Linked DNA regions of Sus scrofa: all the other regions are linked to region 1. A link is a contact called in public Hi-C and HiChIP or PLAC-seq data. All regions are on one chromosome and are shown on one strand. Each heading gives the region's core, a stretch centred on a gene start, on an enhancer-like site or on the middle of the called end of the contact. The rest is flanking DNA. Distances are from core to core; before and after follow the strand shown. Region 1 has its middle 37 kb from the start of AKR1E2. Region 2 holds the start of KLF6 (Kruppel like factor 6). Region 3 has its middle 16 kb from the start of KLF6. Region 4 has its middle 85 kb from the start of KLF6. Region 5 has its middle 210 kb from the start of KLF6. Region 6 has its middle 240 kb from the start of KLF6.

The links. Hi-C and Micro-C count contacts between places; a contact is called where the count stands out from the background. HiChIP or PLAC-seq counts read pairs in DNA pulled down with a chosen protein or histone mark.
Region 2: a contact with region 1 is called in an H3K27ac HiChIP or PLAC-seq map of skeletal muscle, with 15 times the contacts expected there. The contact joins the promoter of KLF6 here to the enhancer-like site in region 1. A contact is called at or near these places in 13 of 47 Hi-C or Micro-C datasets (alveolar macrophages, brain, embryonic fibroblasts and 9 more) and 2 of 2 datasets of contacts at active chromatin or transcription factors (alveolar macrophages and skeletal muscle).
Region 3: a contact with region 1 is called in a Hi-C map of skeletal muscle, with 4 times the contacts expected there. The contact joins two enhancer-like sites. A contact is called at or near these places in 8 of 47 Hi-C or Micro-C datasets (brain, heart right ventricle, mesenteric adipose tissue and 5 more) and 2 of 2 datasets of contacts at active chromatin or transcription factors (alveolar macrophages and skeletal muscle).
Region 4: a contact with region 1 is called in an H3K27ac HiChIP or PLAC-seq map of skeletal muscle, with 7 times the contacts expected there. The contact joins two enhancer-like sites. A contact is called at or near these places in 3 of 47 Hi-C or Micro-C datasets (embryonic fibroblasts and fibroblasts) and 1 of 2 datasets of contacts at active chromatin or transcription factors (skeletal muscle).
Region 5: a contact with region 1 is called in an H3K27ac HiChIP or PLAC-seq map of skeletal muscle, with 5 times the contacts expected there. The contact joins two enhancer-like sites. A contact is called at or near these places in 5 of 47 Hi-C or Micro-C datasets (embryonic fibroblasts, fibroblasts, heart right ventricle and 1 more) and 1 of 2 datasets of contacts at active chromatin or transcription factors (skeletal muscle).
Region 6: a Hi-C map of adipocytes shows a contact between it and region 1, with 2.0 times the contacts expected there. The contact joins two enhancer-like sites. A contact is called at or near these places in 5 of 47 Hi-C or Micro-C datasets (adipocytes, embryonic fibroblasts, fibroblasts and 2 more) and 1 of 2 datasets of contacts at active chromatin or transcription factors (skeletal muscle).

The regions. Positions count from the first base shown.
Region 1 is chr10:65,728,610-65,731,997 of Sscrofa11.1, forward strand. No RefSeq gene overlaps it. Among named protein-coding and RNA genes, the nearest start is that of AKR1E2, 37 kb to the left of the region's middle. Within about 2 kb of position 1,477, at least 10 of the 83 cell types and tissues checked have an H3K27ac peak or open chromatin away from gene starts, as enhancers often do. A contact at or near this core is called in retroperitoneal adipose tissue and skeletal muscle, where this site is marked.
Region 2 is chr10:66,486,755-66,490,142 of Sscrofa11.1, forward strand. KLF6 (Kruppel like factor 6) reads left to right here and starts at 1,691. Exons shown (of 5, transcript NM_001134353.2): 1 at 1,691-1,999. The coding sequence starts at 1,898.
Region 3 is chr10:66,470,376-66,473,763 of Sscrofa11.1, forward strand. No RefSeq gene overlaps it. Among named protein-coding and RNA genes, the nearest start is that of KLF6, 16 kb to the right of the region's middle. Within about 2 kb of position 1,871, at least 53 of the 83 cell types and tissues checked have an H3K27ac peak or open chromatin away from gene starts, as enhancers often do. A contact at or near this core is called in retroperitoneal adipose tissue and skeletal muscle, where this site is marked.
Region 4 is chr10:66,402,108-66,405,495 of Sscrofa11.1, forward strand. No RefSeq gene overlaps it. Among named protein-coding and RNA genes, the nearest start is that of KLF6, 85 kb to the right of the region's middle. Within about 2 kb of position 1,819, at least 19 of the 83 cell types and tissues checked have an H3K27ac peak or open chromatin away from gene starts, as enhancers often do. A contact at or near this core is called in skeletal muscle, where this site is marked.
Region 5 is chr10:66,273,566-66,276,953 of Sscrofa11.1, forward strand. No RefSeq gene overlaps it. Among named protein-coding and RNA genes, the nearest start is that of KLF6, 210 kb to the right of the region's middle. Within about 2 kb of position 1,901, at least 34 of the 83 cell types and tissues checked have an H3K27ac peak or open chromatin away from gene starts, as enhancers often do. A contact at or near this core is called in skeletal muscle, where this site is marked.
Region 6 is chr10:66,241,855-66,245,242 of Sscrofa11.1, forward strand. No RefSeq gene overlaps it. Among named protein-coding and RNA genes, the nearest start is that of KLF6, 240 kb to the right of the region's middle. Within about 2 kb of position 1,692, at least 10 of the 83 cell types and tissues checked have an H3K27ac peak or open chromatin away from gene starts, as enhancers often do. A contact at or near this core is called in skeletal muscle, where this site is marked.

The sequences.
Region 1 (3,388 bases), core at 227-2,726:
CCCCTTCTCCCCTTGGGAACCCCAAGTCTGCTCTTCTTGGCCATGATCTGTTTCTGTTTTTTGTGTTTGTTTTTTTGTTTTTGTTTTTTGGAGAGGATTATCTGAGCCATATTGTAGATTCCACAAACAAGCGATACCATATGGTATTTGTCTTTCTCTTTCTGACTTCACTTAGAATGAGTCTCTAGATCCATCCATGTTGCTGAAGATGGCATTTGTTTGTCTTTTTTATGACTGAGTAATATTCCACCATGTATATGTACTGCATGTTCTTAATCTACTCATCTGTCAATAGACATTGAGGTTGTTTCCATGTCTTGGCTATTGTGAATAGTGCTGCTATGAACACAGGGATGCGTGTATCTTTTTCAGTGAAACTTTTGTCCAGATATATGCCCAGCAGTGGAATTGCTGGATTATATGGTAGTTCTATGTTTAGTTTCCTGAGGTACCTCCATACCATTTTCTAAAAGAATTCAGTGCTCCCTGAGTGGACTCTGCCTGAGGTTTTGTGTTTTAAAAAAACGATTTATTGTTCCCCTTGTGGCTCATCAGTAAAGAACCTGACTTGTATCCATAAGGATGAGGTTCCATTCCTGGCCTCTCTCTGTGGATTAAGGATCTGGCGTTGCTGTGAGGTGTGGTGTAGGTTGCAGACATGGCTCAGATCTGGTCTTGCCGTGGCTGTGGCCTAGGCCGGCAGATGCAGCTCCTATTCGATTCCTAGCCTGGGAACTTCCATAGGCCCATATGCTATGGGTGCGGCCCTAAGAAACAAAACAAAACAAAACCCCTATTTGTTATTATATTTATTTTTAATTAAAATATGGTTGATTTACAATGTTGTACCAGTCTCTGCTGTATAGCGAAGTGGCCCAGGCATATATGTATACATACGTATATATATACATTCCCTTTCCTGTGTTATTTTCCAGCATGTTTTATCCCAAGAGTCGGGATATGGTTCCTGTCCTGTACAGTAGGACCTCATTGCTCATCCATTCTACATGTACTAGTTTTATCTGCTAACCGCAAACTCCTCCTCGCTCCCGGCTTCCCCTTGGCAACCACAAGTCTGTTCTCTTATGTAAAAGAGCACTTTTTAGAGCCGTTTTAGGTTTACAACAAAATGGAGAGGAAGGTACAAATATTTCCCATATGCCCTCGGCTTCCCAAATGCCTAGCCGCCCCCGCCATCTACATCCCCAACCAGAACTGCCTTTTCTTTTAAACCAAAGATGAGCTTACATGGACTTTTTTTTTTTTTTTAATTTACAAAGAAGAGAATAAAAACTAAGTCGATCAAAGCCTCAGGAATGAATGGCCCACGTGCACGTCACCCCTCGTTTCACGTTCCTTTCTTCTCAGTGAAAAAGCTCATTTATCAGAAGCAAAACACAACCTTAATATCCGCGTGTGGCCGGAGAATTTGTTTACATGGACCTTGTCCTACCTCCCACGTCCTGTAGATGGAGCTACATCCTCAGGCACAAGTTCCTTGTTTCCACATCTTCCAGGTTTCAGGAAAGGACATCCCTGAAAGACAGTTTTAGTGTCTGCCCTGAAGACTTTTCATTGCTTTTACCGTGGGTAGTGCTACAACGTGCAAGACTTGGTGCTAAAGAAAAAGCACGTTTTTTTTTTTTTGGTGTGTGTGGCTTTTTAGGGCTGCACCTGCGGCATATGGAGGTTCCCAGGCTGGGGTCCAATCAGAGCTGTAGCCCCTGGCCTATGCCACAGCAACGAAGGACCCAAGCTGAGACTGCGACCTACACCACAGCTCACAGGCAACACCGGATCCTTAACCCACAGAGCGAGGCCAGGGATCCAGCTGGCATCCTCTTGCCTGCTAGTTGGATTCGTTTTGGCTGAGCCACAGGAACTCCAAAACAGAACGTTTTTGAGAGGCAAGTCTTGCACCTGCTCCCCTGTCTTTGCAGGGAGCCCGTTTTAAATAACATTGGCCAACATGTTGCTGGTATTTGGTATTTCTGTGCTTTGTGAACAGTTAAACTGCAAAAGGGCCCATTATTCGGAGTCCTTTTCCACAGGTGTTTCCTGTGTCCTGGCCTCGTCCCTTGCTCCGTGTGACTGAATGACCATATATAGCCAATTGCAGTGACCTGTTGTGTTTCCCCCAGTCGGTGAGCAAACATTGCCTATCTGTGGACGGAGGGGTGCACTTTATTTCTTCCCCACGTGGTTTCCAAGGGATGTGAGAACACAATGTGTCAGGCCGACAGGAAACTCAAAAAAAGAAACAGAAAGAGAAAAGGTTTTAAAGGATCTGACTGTGTCTGTGACATGGCACCGGATCTGTTCATGGATTCCAAAACCAGGAGGAGAAACTTGGTGCTTTAAAAGGAAAAGAAAAATCCAAGCGATGTGGAAAGGACTTTGAATAGCAATATTAATCTAGAAAACATTTTTATCAAGGGAATTTGCCTATGTCTTGGATGCTTTTTAACTTACTCAACAGGGCACTGAGTGCATTTTGCTTCTTGATATAAGAAGAAAAGAACCCTTCAAGAAGTTTTTAAGATGTTTTGTTATTCTTTCCTAGTAAATCCCAAATTTGTAGGTTGAGTCGGAGGCGTCTTAAAATCCAACCAATGATTTTAATTGTAACCGAAATATCATCTTGCACGTAAGACACGGTAATCATTTAGAAGTTTGCTGACAGAGATGCTCACAGCCAAGTAAATATTTTGCTCCACATTTTTAAGTGGGCTGTTAAAAATTTTACCCCTCCAGTGTAATTTTCATTCTCTAAAGCTATAATATTTTCAATAATCAAACCTCTTTCTTTTTTTCTTTTTTTGGATTAATATGTGAATTTTCAGATTGCGTTAATTTCACGAATGGAGGAACTTTACCTTTATGTTTCAAATAGTTCTCAAAATACTGGAATAACCAATGCCATGGTTAGAATTTGGATGTATCATGTATAATGGTTTTCAGAGGTTAGAGGATTACAGGAACATACGAAGTAGTGGTTCTCAAAACAATGTCTGGGGCTGGTCCTTAAAAAAAATTAAGATAATTACATTTTCTCAAAGTTATATTTACTATTATACAGATTCCCTTGTTTTGATTTATTAGGAAGATATTCAGGGCATATTCTTTTTTACGCATTCCTCATGAGATTCCATTAAAACAAATGGCTTTCCGGTCTGTACCCCTTTCCAAGTCCGTTAGTGATTTAATATTGATTTGTGAAAGACGCTCCATTACAAAACCCTTTTCTCATTGTCTAAATTCCCTGTGTTTAGGAAGCTTTTGAGACATCCAGGAATAAGCCAATTTCCCTAATGGTAGGAGAGAATTGTATGCTGGAGACAATAAAGCCTGGTCTGTTGACTCAGGCTCGTGCACAAGTATATGATTT
Region 2 (3,388 bases), core at 441-2,940, 760 kb after region 1:
GGCTCATATTCCTTGTACACTCGAGTCTGCTAAACTCTAACATACAAAATCCTCTCAAAATTCTTAAACAGACTTCATTTTTTTTTAAACTTCAAAAGCATGTTCATTAAACTCTATTTTGAAATAAAAGTGAAGGTAGTAGCTGTAATTCAATTTTCTATTTCAAGTTTTAAAAGGCACATTCTACATGTTCTTGGTATTTTTTTCTTGAAATGATCATGGGATATTTCAGTAGATAATTTACATATATTAAAAAAAAAAAACCCACCTTGAATGTCAGCTTCAACCTAATTTAAACTGTTTACACGCTAAGGAAAAGTCTAGTCGTTAACCTTGGTGAGAGTCCTGGAACCTTCTTGAAATGAGGACTGCCCTGTGGTGACAAGTAAAAGGACACTTTCCAGACCCCAATTCCCACATTTTAGATTCACCTGGGAAGCGTGTTCCAAACACAGTGGCTAGGACAGCCCCTACCCCCAGCTCCGATTCTGCAGGTCTGGGGCCAAACTCCGGAAAGTGCATTTCTGAAATGTGGGCAACTGGTACCATGCTGTTCTGAGAGCAGTTAAGGCACCCTCATTTTTTGCCCCCTTCATAAGGGGCCCAAATTTTTAAAAGAAAAATGTGGTCTCATAGAATCAAAACAAGCAGGTCCAACGTGGGTCTCCCCAGCCATTCTGATCCTTTCCCTGCAGGTTCCGCAGGCATCTGGGGGCACAGGTGGGTCCCCCAAGTGTGTGTCCTTTCCACGGGAAGGGGGCGGAAGGAGGGAGCTCAGAGGCACGCACCACAGCGGCTCTGGAGCATCTCAGGCCCCTCCCTGCCCACCTTCCTGCCCCGCCACCCCCCCACACACACCTGTGGGGATGCTCTGTCCACCACACCTGGGTCGCAGGGGCCAACTTAGGACTGCGGGGTATGGAGCAGGTACAGAAGGGGACTGATGGGGAGGGGTGACAGGAGACAAGGGCGGGGAAGAGGGGGAAGAAAGAAGGGGACGGAAGACGGGGATACAGGGAGGACCGAGAGGGAGGAAGGGACGGCGGGGGCCAGAGAAGGGCAGGTCGGCCCGAGGCTGGAGGGGAGGGGCGGAGGGACCCCGTCTGGCTCCCCTCAGCCCCGCGGCGGCGCACTGAGCCGCTGAGCCGGGGGCAGGGGACAGGGCCCGGATGACCGGCGTGAGGAACGCGCGGGCCCGGGCTGCGGGGACCAACCCGGGTGATGGGGACGAAGACTGGGACCAGGACGACGGGGGTGCGGGGACCGGGGACGGGACGGAAGGGACACCCGGCTCCCTCGGCCCGGCAGCGGCGCACTCAGCCGCTCGGCCGCGCACCTCCCAGCACCGACTCCTCCGGCGCGCGGCGGCCCGCGCCTTATATACCCTGCTAAAAATAGCCTGCGAAGCCGCTTTCCAATCAGAGCCGGCCGAAGTTCGAATTCAGCCAATGGCGAGGGCTGTGATGGAGAGGCTCGGTCACGCCAGGCGGGGCCGCTGTGAGCCGCCGCCCGCCATTGGCCGAAGCTGACATCATCTTCGCGCAGCCCCCGGGCCAGGCGCGGCGTGATTGGGCGGTGCGATGGGCGGGCGAGGGCGAGTCACGTGGGGAGGGGAGGAGGGGGCTGGGCGGGGAGGAGGGGAGGCTGGCAGAGGAGCTTTGAATAGGGAAGTTTTGCAGGGGTTACGTTTGCAGTCAGTCCGGTGTTTGCAAATATTGTGTGGGCTCGAGAGTGCGTCTCCGGGCTCCGGCAGGATCCGAACCCGCGGCGCCTAATTGCTGCGCACTGAGTTTGCATGAACTTCCCCGGCGCTGCAGGCACGACTGCTGCGCTCCCGACTCCAGACCGCACACCTCCCTGTTTTTACAACAGCAGTGACTGTCTTTTCCAACCCGACATGGATGTGCTCCCAATGTGCAGCATCTTCCAGGAACTCCAGATTGTGCACGAGACTGGTTACTTCTCGGCGCTGCCCTCCCTGGAGGAATATTGGCAACAGGTAAATAGGAATTTTCGTGGGCCAGGTGCCCCGGTGTGCCGAGGAGGGAGTGCATGCACGCACCGACAGGACGGTGTGTGGTTGGAGGTGCATTTCTTCTTCTTCTTTTTTTTTTTTTTTTTTTTTTTTTAGTGGTTTGGGCAAATTTTTTTAAATTAAAATAATTAGTCCTAAAACGTACTTCTCCTGCCTCCGGTGAGGAAGGCACTTTAAAGAGGCCTTTACGGCGTGGAGCGGAGTTGACATTTGAGTGGGGCGCAGCAGCGCTTGGTCACTCCGAGTGTTTTTGCCCGTTTCTGGGGCTTATGAACTACCAGCTCCGGAGGGCAGACCCAGCTCCGCGGCCTGATCCCGGCCCCAGCCCTTGGCAGAAGTTTGGTGCTTGTACCAGCTCCAGACTCCACAGCTGGATCTGGTCATATGAACTTGCATGGACTGCCAAGGGTGTTGTTGTTGTTGTTGTTGTTTTTAAGGGATTTTGTTTTTGTTTTGCTTTTTGGTGTTTGTATGTAGAGGTGGTTTTTTGGTTTTGTTTTGGGTTTTGTTTTGTTTTGGTTTTTTTTTTAATTAAGAATTAAACCAGCAGAACATCCGCCAGCTCCTTTTCTCTAGCAGGCCATTTTCAATTTCTTAACCTTCTTTGGAATCCTTACGATTTGCCTCCATCTGCCTTGTTTTTCTTACCTGTTTCTTTCTTTGACCAGAGAAAGAAAAAAAAAAAGAAAGAAAGAAAGAAAAAAAAAACAGTGTTTGCACAAACAGTGACTTATCAGTCATATGACAATGAGCCGGTCCGTATTGCTTCAAGTCTGAGTTTGGGAAGAAGAGCCTGTTTCCGGCATTTTTTAGTGGGTCTGGAATTTGGGGCATTGGACATTTGAGAAACTTAATTTTTCCCCTTCTGATTCATTGGGATTGCCTGGAGGGAGGGAGATTCTGACACTTGTCCCATTGTCTTTAAAGGGTGGAAGGAGGTTTGGGGTTGTCTCTACCCTACGAGGCTGTTGGCTTTTTGTCACAAAGTGAATTAGCAGATCAGATATATTCCATGGGTTTCAAAGCCTAGAAGGCTTTTAGGGGAGATGAAATGCAAAGTGTTACAACCTTCACACGCCTGCTTAATTGTCGGCAGCCCTCTCCTGCCTCCCTCTCCCTCCCTGCTTTTCCTCCTAAAGAAGCAGCTTCCTAGGACGTGATTGAAATTGATCTAAGTAGTTTCCTTGGGCATTTGGGATTTGGGCCACAAGCCAGGCTGAGCTCTCGGTCGCCTTCAGAGGCTTTTAAACTCTCCGAGAGCGAGCTTCGTTCTGGTCCCCAGTGCTCCTCAGCATAATGGAGATTTTAAATTAGCCAGATGATTAAAGTTTAACAAGATCTCAATAAACGTGC
Region 3 (3,388 bases), core at 621-3,120, 740 kb after region 1:
GCTGGATGGCCTAGGGCACCTCTCCCGACCCACCCACGGTGGAGGAGGAGGGCTGGACGCGGACACCGGTTGGAGGTTAAAGTCCTCAAAATATCTCGGAACCTCCTGAGGCTCTCAGCACTGCGGCCCCAGAGGCATCTCCAGGGGGGCAAGGGGCTGATCTTCAAAGGGAAAGGTTGCTGGGCTGAGTTAGGAGGACGCTCCTACCTAAACAAAGGTCCCCTCTCTCCTCCACACGGTGTCTCCAGATAGGTGATTTTTAACATTTTGACAAAACTGATGGCAAAGAGATAAGAGCAGGGTGCTGAAATCTGCTGCTAAAGTCCCATAACCGACCTCTGCCTGCAAGGAGCCCGCAGCACCTCCCCAGGACAACAGCCCAGCTCGCTGTGCCTCCCGCGGCCTTCCCACCGCAGCCCCACCCTGAGGTTGGCCGCCTGGAGGCTGAGCCTAAGCACAGGAGCCCTGCAGAGAGATGGGTTTTATGTCTTTAAAAGGTTAATAATAATAATAATAATAATAATAACTCTCACGCGTAGCCGTTCTTTAAGAGTTTACCCAGAGTGGAGTGTGCCTCTACGGCTCTGGACACCAGGAGTTTCTTACTAAGAGTTTCAGTGCCCAGTCAAGAGGGCACTTATCGAGCTTCTCCCCTGGGCTGCTGTTCCGCAGTGGCATGCTCTTTGGAAATCGATGCGTCCGTCCAGGTGATTATTAAATATGGGGGACCCCTGCAAGGTCCTTCCAAATACCAAGAGAGGAACCCCTTCTGGACTCTGACCTGATGCTGACCTGGCTGTCACGGGGATCAGCGGGCGAGAGTCTAGATGATGAAATCAACGGAGGGCCTGCCAGGAAGTGCCCTCTCTCAGAACTCCTTTGCCATGCCCACCCCGATGCCCAGGCAGGCAGCTTGAGGTCTGACAGAAACCGAAAGACACTTAGTAATAAGGACGGGCGAATCCATATCGAAACAAGCCATTTTCCTTACATTGCTTGACACATTTGTGTTTACACTGAAAAAGCAAAAACCCCGTTCCATTAGTGGGAATTTAATTTTACTCTTTGAGCAAGTAAGTTATGTAACTAGCTAAAAGGAATGCAAAAGCAATTTGCAAACATGAAATTGCTTTAAGGAGTAAATGTACGATGATGCTATTAAGATTATCATCAAAATTCAATTAAATGTTCACTAGTTTTTAGTTATGAGAAAGAGAACATACACAGAAGTGAAACGCTAGCCAACCATTTAATAATAATTAATGGAAGCAACGTTTCCTGATTCTGCCCTGAAAGTTAGTGAAGCATTTCAAATACATTTTATAAAAACAAATTTAAAAACTACCTGGAGTTTCACTCCGCACGCCTTGGGAATTTGAACACTTTCACAGATGAAAGTTTAAGAATTTTTCTGTTTTGTGCAAAAAGTTTTCCTTTTATTTTTTTTTTCTGCTTCCTGTTGAAATGGTTACTTTCACCCATATATGGCTCCAAAGCGCACAAGCCATTGCAGAGTGCCTGTTGAAATTACTCACTCTTGGCCTAGAGCTAATTTTGGATTTCATTCCTCACAACATCTTCCGGGAAAGCGGTGAGCGAAAATAGGGTCACAGCGCACACGTAACTGCCGGCGGCATTCTTGAACGGAACCGTGCATGTTTTTGTATTTTGTTTACTTGGCCTTCGGAACATCTGTTTATAAAAAGTTGCCCCTGACTACTGGGAAACACGCTTTTCAGCGTGTGTGTGTGTGTGTGTGTGTGTGTGTGTGTGTGTGTGTGTGCGCGCCCGTTGGAGGACTTTGAACGCACTTGCTGATTGCAAAGCAAGGCAATAGCTTTGTGGTGACATCAGCTTCCACTCCCTTGTACCGGGAACTCACTGTCCTCAGAACTGAAAGTCGGGAGTGGGTGCCGAAGGTTGTTCGCCTGTGAGTGTGTTTCCTGCCGGGCCGGCTGACCACGCCTGGGAAGCTCACAGCCTGCAGCGTGCAACAAAGCTGCTGGTTCTTACAGGCCCGGCGTGAAGACTAGTTCCTCGGGTATCCCCGGAGCACGGCCACGGCCACGTAGAATCACCCCGGCAGCCAGCCTGCCCCAGCCTCCCCGGCTGCCAGCTCGTCTGGCCCTCAGAACAAGCCCAAAGGAGCCCCTCAAAACGCTCTGCCCCTTGTGACACGAAGGGAAGTTTTACCATGTGCTGCCGAGTGTGTGTTCCACACCCGCAGCCAAAGCTCTCCCTGCCAGCCCCTCCACGACGGGACAGGCACATCTGCTAATGTGCTTAGGGACACACAGAGCCATGCACTTCCTTCAGTGCGTCTGGGAGGGGCTCTACCCGGGGTTCCAAGAACCATTTCATTCCGAGCATAGAGGAGTGGATGGGACACACACACACACACACTCACACGCGAATGTTCTTCCTGACCCCCGTCTTCCCCCAGTAATTCGTGTCACTACATGAATCTCATTTCCTCAATGTCACATAGAAAAACAAATTAAAATGTTGTAAGACGTCTCTTTTTGCCCAAAAAGATTGAAAATCAGTTCTGAAGGGGAAACCGTGTTTTTAAGCTCTAGTGTGTTTGTTCTGTTTTTTTCTTCTGAAGGTGACTGTCACTGGGTCAACTTGGACCCAGACCGTGGACAAGCCCCGGCCGTGACGGGGGCTGCCCTTTCGGAGCCAGGAAGCACCAAGTAGATGATGACGAGGAAGACCGGGCCCCCAAGTAGCATCAGTGTGGACAACCACCGCAACAGACACAGAGGCTCGTTGTTTGCCAAGATGCCCAGTTCTGGCTTGTCTGTCTGGCGGGGCCCGGGGGGGCTCAGGGTCCAGAGGCGAGCAACGTGACTGCATACCGTTCAGAACCCCAAATCTGAAACACTAGCAATAGCCCCTGGATGGGGCTACTCTTATTTCTTGTTTCCGCTGTTTGTTTTTCCTTTGGGGGTGATTTTTTTAGGGCTGCACCCTGGCATATGGACGTTCCAGGCTAGGGATCAAATCGGAGCTGAAGCTGCTGGCCTACGCCACAGCCATAGCAATAACCAGACCCTTAGCCCACTGAGCAAGGCCAGGGGTCGAACCCACATCCTCATGGACACTTGTTGTGTTCCTGACCTGCTGAGCCATGACGGGAACTCCTGGTGCTACTCTTAACAGATGGGCAGAACCACCCCTCTGAGGAGCTCTCCTGGGAGACAGAATGAGCCGTTTTCCCAGGGGTGTCAGGAGCTGGCGGGAGGCACCCTCGGTCTGCAGACCGGGAGAATCTATGAAATGAGTCTGAGCATCCCCAGGCCACAGATGAGGGAACCGAGACCACAGCAAGGCTGGCTCGTGGTCTCACATTGGGAAGCTCTTTTGACCAAACCATGGGTCCCCG
Region 4 (3,388 bases), core at 569-3,068, 670 kb after region 1:
GTCCTGAAATGAACTGAGTCACCAGGTGGGAGGGGGAATCACACAAATCACCTTTCCTCCCTTCACTGGAAGTGAATTTTGCAAAATAAATTTTTTAGTGTTTGAAACTCATATACACACATATATGCATACATACACACACATGCATATATGATTCTAGAGAAATCCTTTTAAAAGCCTTGAGAGGACGGCCCCTCTTTACGGCCGTCTCCATGGGTAAGGGATGATCCCTGGGAGAGCAGCAGTTGGGAAGAAGCGCAGCCTTTGTAAGTTGCTGTAGCAAAAATGACCACATCAGCTGACATATCAAATGGCATCTCTGAAATGTCAGAAGGAAAGGGAAATACCTTCTCCTCCAGCAGCTGAGAAGTAACGCCCAGAGCAGAGGGCTTGGTCGGAAAGGGAGCAGGAGGAAGCTGCTCATTCCAAGCCTGAACGCTGGAGAGTCGTCTTCCTCCCACACCATCGAATAATGACTTGCAGTCAGAATACACGGGATCGCATGTGAGAGATGCAGAATGACAGCCATGCAGGTTATATGAACTGTCAGTCCTTAGAAAATTGAAATAGTTTTCAAACCCAGAAACCACTCATGATAGCTCTCTTTCTCTTTGCCTTGTTTTAAAATACAACCTTTGGGAGTTTCCTGGTGGTACAATAGATTAAGGACCTGGCGTTGCCACTGCCATGGTGTGGGTTCCATCCCTGGCCCAGAAACTTCCACATGCTGGGGGCACATCCCTAGTAATGATAATAACAGTAAAATACAGTCTTTGTCTTTAAAGACATCCAGCTGGGGAATTCTAGCGCTCCTCTGACAATAATTAAAGATTTCCAACTGTCAAGCCCAGGACTCGACAAGGCAGTACCATCTTCTGTGAGGGAGCAAGATGGGAGGGACTCTGTTTGGGCTCCACCCCACCCCCACCCACTGTGTTGTCCTGGGCCAGCTCCTCACCCCCCGTGACCTTTCCGTCTATAAAGCAGAGGTGATAAAAAGTCCTTTCCGAGTTGTCCTGAGAGCTACCTGAGACCATCCAGGTAAAAGGTCCATCGTAAAATGGGACGTCCCCTGTGCCTGTCCCCTGCCTGACTTTGACAGGCTGACTTCTGTGTCCGGTGGGAAACAATACCAGCCTATTCTCAGGAGAAGACAAGGGGAGGAACCCCAAGTGATAGTGACAGGGCCTAAAGGAAGTCAATGCGGTTAATAAAATACGCTTAGCCATTTAACTGGATGGCCTCCCAAAGCACCCAAAGCTGGGATTTTATGAATAAAATACTCCGTGGAGGAGAGGCTGCAAATCCAAATACCTGCGTGGGCCAAGAAAGGCATAGAGAGAGAAATGCAGGCTGGAAGTAAGAAAAACTGGCGTATAAGCACCATCGTGACTGGCAAGGATCACCTGACCTCAGCAGGGGCCACTGTGAGGCGTGCTGGAGACTGCGGAAAAGGGAAGAAGGCAGTTCCCCTGCAAAAGGCAGGGGCTACCCCCTCATCTCTGGCCCGCTGCAGCCTCGGGGAGATGCGGCTCTCGTCTTGCTAGATGGCCACCACTTTCAGCAGACAGCCACTAGATGCGTACATCAACTCTTCCCCTTTCTTCATGTTGGCTCACAGTCTCTCCCCTAAAAATACCACGCAGATCAAAACTGGGGGCCCCCGGGTCTACCTGCCAGCTTGCACCCCTGCGGGGAAAAGACAGGCGGCAGGAGATGGCCCGGCTGGAGGCTGAGCATCCGCCGTGTGGATGCCAAGATTCGCGCTGCTCCCTCGCCGGCTGATCTGGAATGTGGATGCCATCAGAGACGCCGTCACAAGAAAAGTGAAAGCTGAGTCAGAGCCGGGTCACTTGTGGGAAACGACCGCTGGCATCATGGGGCCTCAAGTGAAACTGACCTTTTCTGTTTTTCTCTCTCCTGCCAAACATTCCCGAGTCCAAAGTACCTGGAGATGAAACCAAAACATACCGCTCTGGCCAAAGAGCCTTTGATAGCTGAAGAGGTGGGTGGCAGGCGGCCCAGGGGCCAGGCGGGAGGGCGGGGAGTCCCGTCCCCACAGGTCAGTTGAGCCCAGAACAGACGCCCAGAGAAACTGAGGCCGAGAGGGTCCCACTCGGCGCTGAAGTCCTGGCAGCAATATTTTCACAACATCTTAGATAACAAACAAAAAGGACCATGTGTACAAAAATAAACACCGCCGTTAAAAGAAAAGTAATCACCCAGAAACAAAGACATGCTTTGATCTTGGAAAGAAACCCTCGTTAGTCTGTCCCTTTGATGAGAATCTTAGTGCCTCAGGCCAGTAGCTCCCAAACAACTCGGGCCTAGAGCTGAATGAAATTACAGAAAATAGAATTTATCTACCAGTCTTAATTTAAAATTGGACGTCAGACCAGGGTGTGCGGAGGTGGGAGGCGGTGCTCTTAGGGGATGTCAATCAATTAGCACCTGTATCCTCAACTTTGTATTACTTATAGACGTATTGGGTTTTTTTTTTTTTTGTATCCTGATAAAAATAGATACATTTTTGATTGGTGCAAAATAGCTGATTCAGTTAAGACTGCTCGTAAGGTAGTGATTTTCTTCTTGCAAGGCTTCAAAGACATCAGCAGTGGATGCAGCAGTAAAACGGGATATTTAGTTCTGATGTACAAAGAAACTCAGTATTTCAGGTTCCACATGTACAATGACACCTGCAAAAATAAACGTGAAGATATAATTTTAAGGAACAATTCCATCTCTATAATTTTTTTTTCCACCCCCCTTTTCCTAGACCCCACCCCCTTGTCCCTTGGTAAAAAATTGCTGCCTGCCATGCCGTTCGGCTGTCACCGTCAGAGTGTGCATTAAGCAGATCTCCGTACCTTTGGTCGCCTGTCAGGGTCACCATGCCCGGAGATAAGCGCCCCAGAAAATAGCTCCCTATCGTGTTGCTCCAATTCGCTCCTTACTGAAGTCACGTGTATCCACAGAGGTCAATGTGCCAGGTGCGAGACTAAGCACAGAGGCTGCAAAGCTGGTGGGTTGTGACCTTGCCCGCAGGGAGCCCCCTGGCACCCACCCTCAAGCCCTCTGACTGGGTAGAAGTAGCCGATAACTTTATCAGGTCCTCGACGACTGGTCCTGAGGTCAAGGATGGTGATTTGACCTCCTTGGTGACTATAGCCAATGGTTATTCTTCACGCATTTTTTTCTCAGCCACGCCCACAGCATAGGGAAGGCCAGGGATTGAATCTGAGCCACAGCCACAACCTAAGCCAAAGCTGCAGAAACGCTGGATCCTTAAACTCACTGCACAGGGCCAAGGATCAAACCCATACCTCAGCAGTGACCTGCACTGCTGCAGTCAGATTCTTCATCTGCTGCGCCACAGCAGGAACTCCTT
Region 5 (3,388 bases), core at 651-3,150, 550 kb after region 1:
AACCCAGAGAGGTGGGAACGTGGTTGTCAGGGACGCTGCTCATCCCCAAGTTGCGCGGGGACCCGGGTGAAGACACAGCTTCAGAGGTTGCTCAGATGATCCCTTGTTGCTAAAAGCCTGGTGGAGGCCGTCTGGGTTACTTTGATTAAAGACTTGTCAACGCTGAAGAGTTTTCCTGAACGGGGCCTCTGAAAGCTGTGAAAGGTCACGGGCCAGAACCGAGAGAGGCTGATGATAGGGGCCCTGGGCAGCCTGCCCGAGACATTGGCTCCTGAAAAGCCCAGGGGGTCCCTGCGGGACACTGCCTGGCAGGCTGTGTGACCCCTGGGTTTGTCCCCCGCTTAAACCAGGGCTACCCAAATTCATTTTGCATCAAGAGTGGATAGACTGAGAGAGGAAAATGGTTTTAATTCCTCGGAAATAACCAGAAAACAGAACGTGGTCTCCGAGGAGAATTTTCTTCCTGGGCAGGCTTTCCTATTCCAAACTGTCAGAGCACCTGCAGGGCACTTGAGAGTTCCCGCAGAGCAGCACGAGACCCGGACGTATTTATGCCTCTATTTCTTTCTAATTGTTACTGCAGCACAGCCGATTTACAGCATTGTGTTATTTGCAGGTGTACAGAAAAGTGATTCATTGATGCGTATCTATGTGCATATATATTATTTTCCAGATTCTCTTCCATGATAGGTTATTACAAGATATTGAATATGGCTTCCTGGGCTGTGCAGTAGGTCCTGGCTGGTTATCTATTTTATATATAGTAGTAGTTGTATTTTTTTTTTTGTCTTTTTTTGTTGTTGTTGTTGTTGTTGTTGCTATTTCTTGGGCCGCTCCCGCGGCATATGGAGGTTCCCAGGCTAGGGGTCCAATCGGAGCTGTAGCCACCGGCCTACGCCAGAGCCACAGCAACGTGGGATCCGAGCCGCGTCTGCAACCTACACCACAGCTCACGGCAACGCCGGATCGTTAACCCACTGAGCAAGGGCAGGGACCGAACCCGCAACCTCATGGTTCCTAGTCGGATTCGTTAACCACTGCGCCACGACGGGAACTCCATTAGTAGTTGTATATTTTAATCCCAAATTCCTAATGCTTCCCTTCCCCAGCCCCTTTCCCCTTGGTAATCATAAGTTTATTTTCTGCATCTGTGTTTCTGTTCTGTAAATAAGTTCATTTGTATCATTTTTAAGAGTCCACATATTAGTGATAACATATATTTATCTTTCTCTGACTTAACCTCACGTGGTTTGATTTTCAGTTGCTCTCGTCTTCAAATATGTTCTCTATCACAAGCTTTTATTCACAAATTCTTTGCTGTAATAAAAACATTAGGATGGGTCTCCATGGAATTAATGAGACATTTTTAGTCATTGGAGAGAAAAATTCAATGGATGTTTTCCCACGTTCACTACTCAGAACCTTGGGTGAGGTCCAGGGTTTGAAATCTGAAACTTGAAAGTTCAAATTCTTTGTGGAATTTTCCTCTTGAAAATGTGTGTTACCTCCCCAGTTTTGAATCCTGGCCCCACGCTTCCTTTGTCCCCTGATGGACACGGTTCAGAATCCTTTTCAAAGATGTGCATTTAGAACTGCTCCCCACACGGCTGAGAAACGAGTCGAGGCAGCTATCAGTGAGCGTTAAAGATTACGGAGGATTCGCATAAGAGCCAAGACCCCGAGGGATGAGTTCGTTGTTACACTGCACACAGTAGAAACAGTTGGAGTCAGGGACTGAGACTGGGGGGGGGGGTGATTAAGGAGAAACAGGACGCAAAGAAGCTCCTCTGGAAGAGGGGTGCTCTTGGCAGAGAGACTGCCTCCGGGGGCCAGGAGAGACAGGCCGCAATGAACTTGGGGTCTGCGCTGGACCCGGGGCATCCCTGAGTGGGTTGGGAGCTGGCTAGAGAGGCTTAAGCCTCGGGACGTGTCATCACTCTGTTTTCGTTTCGAAGGGCTGGCTGTGGGCTCCGTGCTGAGGACAAGCTGGTGGTGGAGCGTGTGGGGAGGGAGCAAAGCCAGAAGGACGGGAAGGGCCACGCAGCAATTCAGGGCCCCGTGAGGGCCTGTCCACCACCCAGCACCCAGCCAGGGATGCAGAGGGGCTGGGGTCCAGGGAGCCGCTGGGGAGAACAGAAGCTGGGGCGTGTGAGGAGAGGAAGTCACAGGGAACCCCAAGGAACGGGCGGGGGTGGGGGAGCTCTCATTTCCTGAGAAGTTTGGAAATTGGGGTGTTTTCCAAAATTGTGTGTTTGAGAGGCTAATCTGGTAACCCAGGGAACTGCAGAGCAGACAGTGAGTTCTGAGCCTCTGGGCTGTTTGTGTGGACTTGGAAGTCTGCAGGGCATTGGGTGTGTGTGTGTGTGTGTGTGTGTGCGTGTGCACGCGCAGCACTTAAAGCTACAGCGTCACCAAAGGAAAGCATCCCAGGACTGAGCCCAGGATGTTCCAGATGAAAAGGAGCAAGGGCTACAGGCAAGGGCCAGGGTACCCGGGGCCAGGAACGGACACATCCTCAGGAAGAAGACGTGCCCTCTGTGCCTGATACCAGTGACGGTCAGGGGAAGTGATGGATGGGGACACAGCGGGGACGGTGACCCCAGCGGGGCTGTTAGGAGAAGCCTGCTCTGGCGGCTCCTACAAGCATCCCCCAGGGAACCGTGAAGAACAAAAACAGACAATGGTCAGTGGAGGAAAATTAAGCAGCGTGACAAACTGAGAAAAGAAACGAAAGTGTCATAAAAAACGCGCGTGTGAAGGGACTTGGGCAGGAGGGCCCTGCAGGGTGGCCTCGGAGCTGTCCTTGGATTTGGCAGGTACAGCGCGATTTTATAGGGAGAGGGAGCCAAGCTGTGCTGGGATAAGGGGCAGCCAGCCTACCTCTAGACGTCTGGTACCTGAAGAAAGGAAGATTGGGAAGGGTCATGGCTCTGACCTCCAAATATCTCGGGTTGTATCTTACCCAGACACATGCCTTTTCATGTTTTAACAGCTCTGAAAACAGAAGGCATCTTGGCAATTGATGGCAGTTTTCAGTGTTTATTGGCAGCATTTTTTTCTTTCATTCTCTGTGGCTCATAATGTTACGGTACATTTTACGATCCATGTTGCTTAGATTTCATAAAACATGGGCACAGAATGAATGACTAAGCCAAGGAGAAAGAAGAGTGTAAATGGACATAAAGATGCAAGAGAAGGACGTGGGAAGAGATGGTTTGAGCAGCTTCGTCACCCAGGAAATGCCTGTCCAGGGAGTGAGGGAAGATCATTGATGGGCCAGAATGATTTTTTTTTTTTTTAATGGCCAAACCCACAGCATATAGAAGTTCCCAGGCCAGGGACTGAATCTGAGCCCCAGCTGCAACAATGCCGGATCCTTGACCCAGGG
Region 6 (3,388 bases), core at 442-2,941, 510 kb after region 1:
AAATTCCAGAGAAAATCACGCAGAGATCTACCGCCCACCTTCAGCACTCCATTTCCACTAGAAATATGTTACTTTTTCACTTAGCAATAGGTTTTCCTCTTGCCTTTGTGATTATAACACAACAGATACAAAAGAAGAGTCAACCTATTGGCTTTAAAAGGTAATTAATGCCTTTAATTGGTAGCAACTAACATTGTTGGAGACCAAGAAGTAATTAAACAGAATCTTCTCATGGCATTATGTGCAAATTTTATATATAATTTTCAAGACAATATAAAGTAGATACTGTCGTCTGTTATCTAGATTTTACTTAACACAGATTCGAAGCAGCAAACTAGAAAAGTCATTTGAGAATTAAGTAATCACATTAGGAGGGCCCTTGGAAGGAAAGGTGATGGATTTTAACCAATCAAAGTCAAATAGAGAAAAAAAATAATTGCAAACATGTTGTGCAGATGACAACAACAACATCTAATCCTGGCTTTTAAATAATAATCAGGTCATCAAAAAGCTTAAAATCTGGAGTTCCCATTGTGGTGCAGCGGAAATGAATCCGACTGGGAAGCATGAAGTTGCGGGTTCGATCCCTCAACTCGCTCAGTGGGTTAAGGATCTGGTGTTGCCGTGAGCTGTGGTGTAGGTGGCAAACATGGCTCAGATCTGGTGTTGCTGTGGCTGTGGTGTAGGCTGGCAGCTGTAGCTCTGATTAGACCCCTAGCCTGGGAACCTCCATATGCCATGGGTGCAGCCCTAAAGAGACCAAAAAAAAAAAAAGCTTAAAATCTGTTCAAACCCCATTTAGAGAAAATTATTAGCATATTTTTAAAAATTATATTGATTTTATATGTTGAGTCTTGAAGTTAAAAAGGTCAGCCAGAAGAATTCCCTGGTGACCTAGCAGTTAAGGCTGCAGCCCAGCATTGTCACTGCTGTGGCTGGGGTTCAGTCCCTGGCCCGGGAAGTTCCACATGCCTAGGGCAAGCCCCTTGACAAAGAAAAAAGCCCAACAGGAAGAGTACTTGTACGGAATATATCTTTGTTCAATATAGTTAGATATAAATGAGAAACTCTTCATACGAAGTAAATTATGTTTAAAAATTTCCAATTTTGGAGTTAAAATTTCAGAAGCCTTTAGACTCATTGCCATGAGACAAGCACACTGGGGTAGTGGAATTTTGTCCAGACGCGTCTGATGATAAGTTTGGAGGGAGTCGCTCCAGATCGGTAGCCACACATGGAATAATTAGTACATAAAATAGTATATTATATGAATGAATGATGCTGAGTTTGTACTCAGAGACAAAGGTACGCATGATACATTTCTGAAAATGTGCATGAAAAGTGTCAGGAGCTGCTGTGGACTGAATGTCTGTGTCCCCCCAAATCCAGATGTTGACTTCTTGGCACCCAGTGTAGTGGTGGGAAGCGGGGGCCTGGGAGGTGATGGGGTGGAGAGGGTGGGGCCCTCACAGTGGGACCCACGCCCTCGCAGAAGAGACACCAGACCAGGGAGACCTCGCTCCTCCCCCGGCCGCCTGCAGACACAAGGAGGTGCAGGTTCCCCTCAGACACTGGGTCTGCAGGCGTCCAGCCTCTGCGCTGTGGGAAATAAGCTCCTATCGTTTGAGCCCCCATCTGCGGTGATCTGTTGAACCAGCCCAAACCGACCGAGACAGCGCGGAGAGGTAGACGACGCCCCAGACAACCAGGGAAATGCAGAGAGGGTGCACGTCAGCATCTTACATCTCCTGCCTTGCCTGGCATCTTGTTGCATTTTATTGTCCAAAACTAGGTTATAATTGAATCCGCTGGAAAATCCTAACCACATGATTTTAGCTTAGAGGAAAGGAATGATATGTGAGGATGATTCACTGTGCACTCTGTCCAAGAAATACACGATTTTTTGGTCAATGTCTTTAAAATTTCTGCTTTTCCACAGCTATGCTCATCAGTGTGTCCCGAGCATATCAACACTAATGTAAAGACCCTATCCAGTATCTATGAATATGAAAATCACTCCAGCGAAAATTATGTTCCCTCTGTGGGTGAATTTTAAAAAATCTTGTCATTGTAACAATGTGGAAACAGAATACTTACGTGTTGATGCAGCCAGGAGCGAGAGGACAAAATCAGCTCTCCTTTCAATGTGTTCACCCATAACCTAAATCTGATGGAAGTTAGGAACAGTTTTATGCCAAAATCCCAGCTTAGCCAAGCCTCTCGTTGAGTCAAAGGCGATAACAGATTCTAGGGTGAGTGATAAGCCTCACAGCGGGGACCCAGGATGCACCAGGATGTGTGAATCAGGGGATGGCAGCATCAGGTGGGCACCCCAGCTGCCTGCTCCTTCCCTGGCCACAGCCCCCCATCCTCTCACTGGGAACAATGACAGACATGCTTCCCAGCAGATTTATGTTCTGGAAAAAGAGAGAAAGGAAGGGAAACAGCTCTTGATTACGTTTGAAAAGAAACACACCTGCATCCTGTTCTAAGCATGTGGGAGACCAGTAAACAATTGGTTCAGCAAACCCCTTCTCTGGGCCCTCTTCACGACAATCTTCTAAGGCAGGGGCAGTTATTGTCCCATTTTTCAGATGAGGAAAATGAATGCCAGAGCGTTTCAAGGACGTCTTCCAGGACGCATGCCTCATCAGTGAGAGAGAGAAATGGTGTCGAAATTTTCAAAGCCAGTGCTCTTAATGAGTAAGTTATGTCACCCCCGATGCGCTTGAAATTGCCTGCCTTAGCCAGTCACGTTAACTCTTGTTAACAACTGAATAATTGATAAAAGTGAACAAAGATCCATCATGAACGATATTCTTTCAAGTCTCCAAAGAGAAAAGAGATTTCCTGCCAGAGGAGACTCAGGTCCTGCACGTGTTTTCCTAGCTGTGCTAACCAGAGCTCGCGCCACGCGATGCTTCTCGGGGCCATACGCCAACGGGGTGCTCTTGTCTCTCTCACCATAGATACTGTACATTGAAGAAGTACATGAAAATCTGCACTTGTTCTTCTGGCACGACGTCTCCTCTGCCCGCAGACAGAGCAGGGTAACTCTGCCACAATATGGAATTTTATTTATTTATTTATTTATTTATTTTTGTCTTTTTGCTATTTCTTGGGCCGCTCCCGCGGCATATGGAGGTTCCCAGGCTAGGGGTTGAATCAGAGCTGCAGCCACCGGCCTACACCAGAGCCACAGCAACGTGGGATCCGAGCCGCGTCTGCAACCTACACCACAGCTCGCGGCAACGCCGGATCCTTAACCCACTGAGCAAGGGCAGGGACTGAACCCGCAACCTCATGGTTCCTAGTCGGATTCGTTAACCACTGCGCCACAACAGGAACTCCCAGAATATGGAATTTTAAAGAAAAAGGAGACCACGTC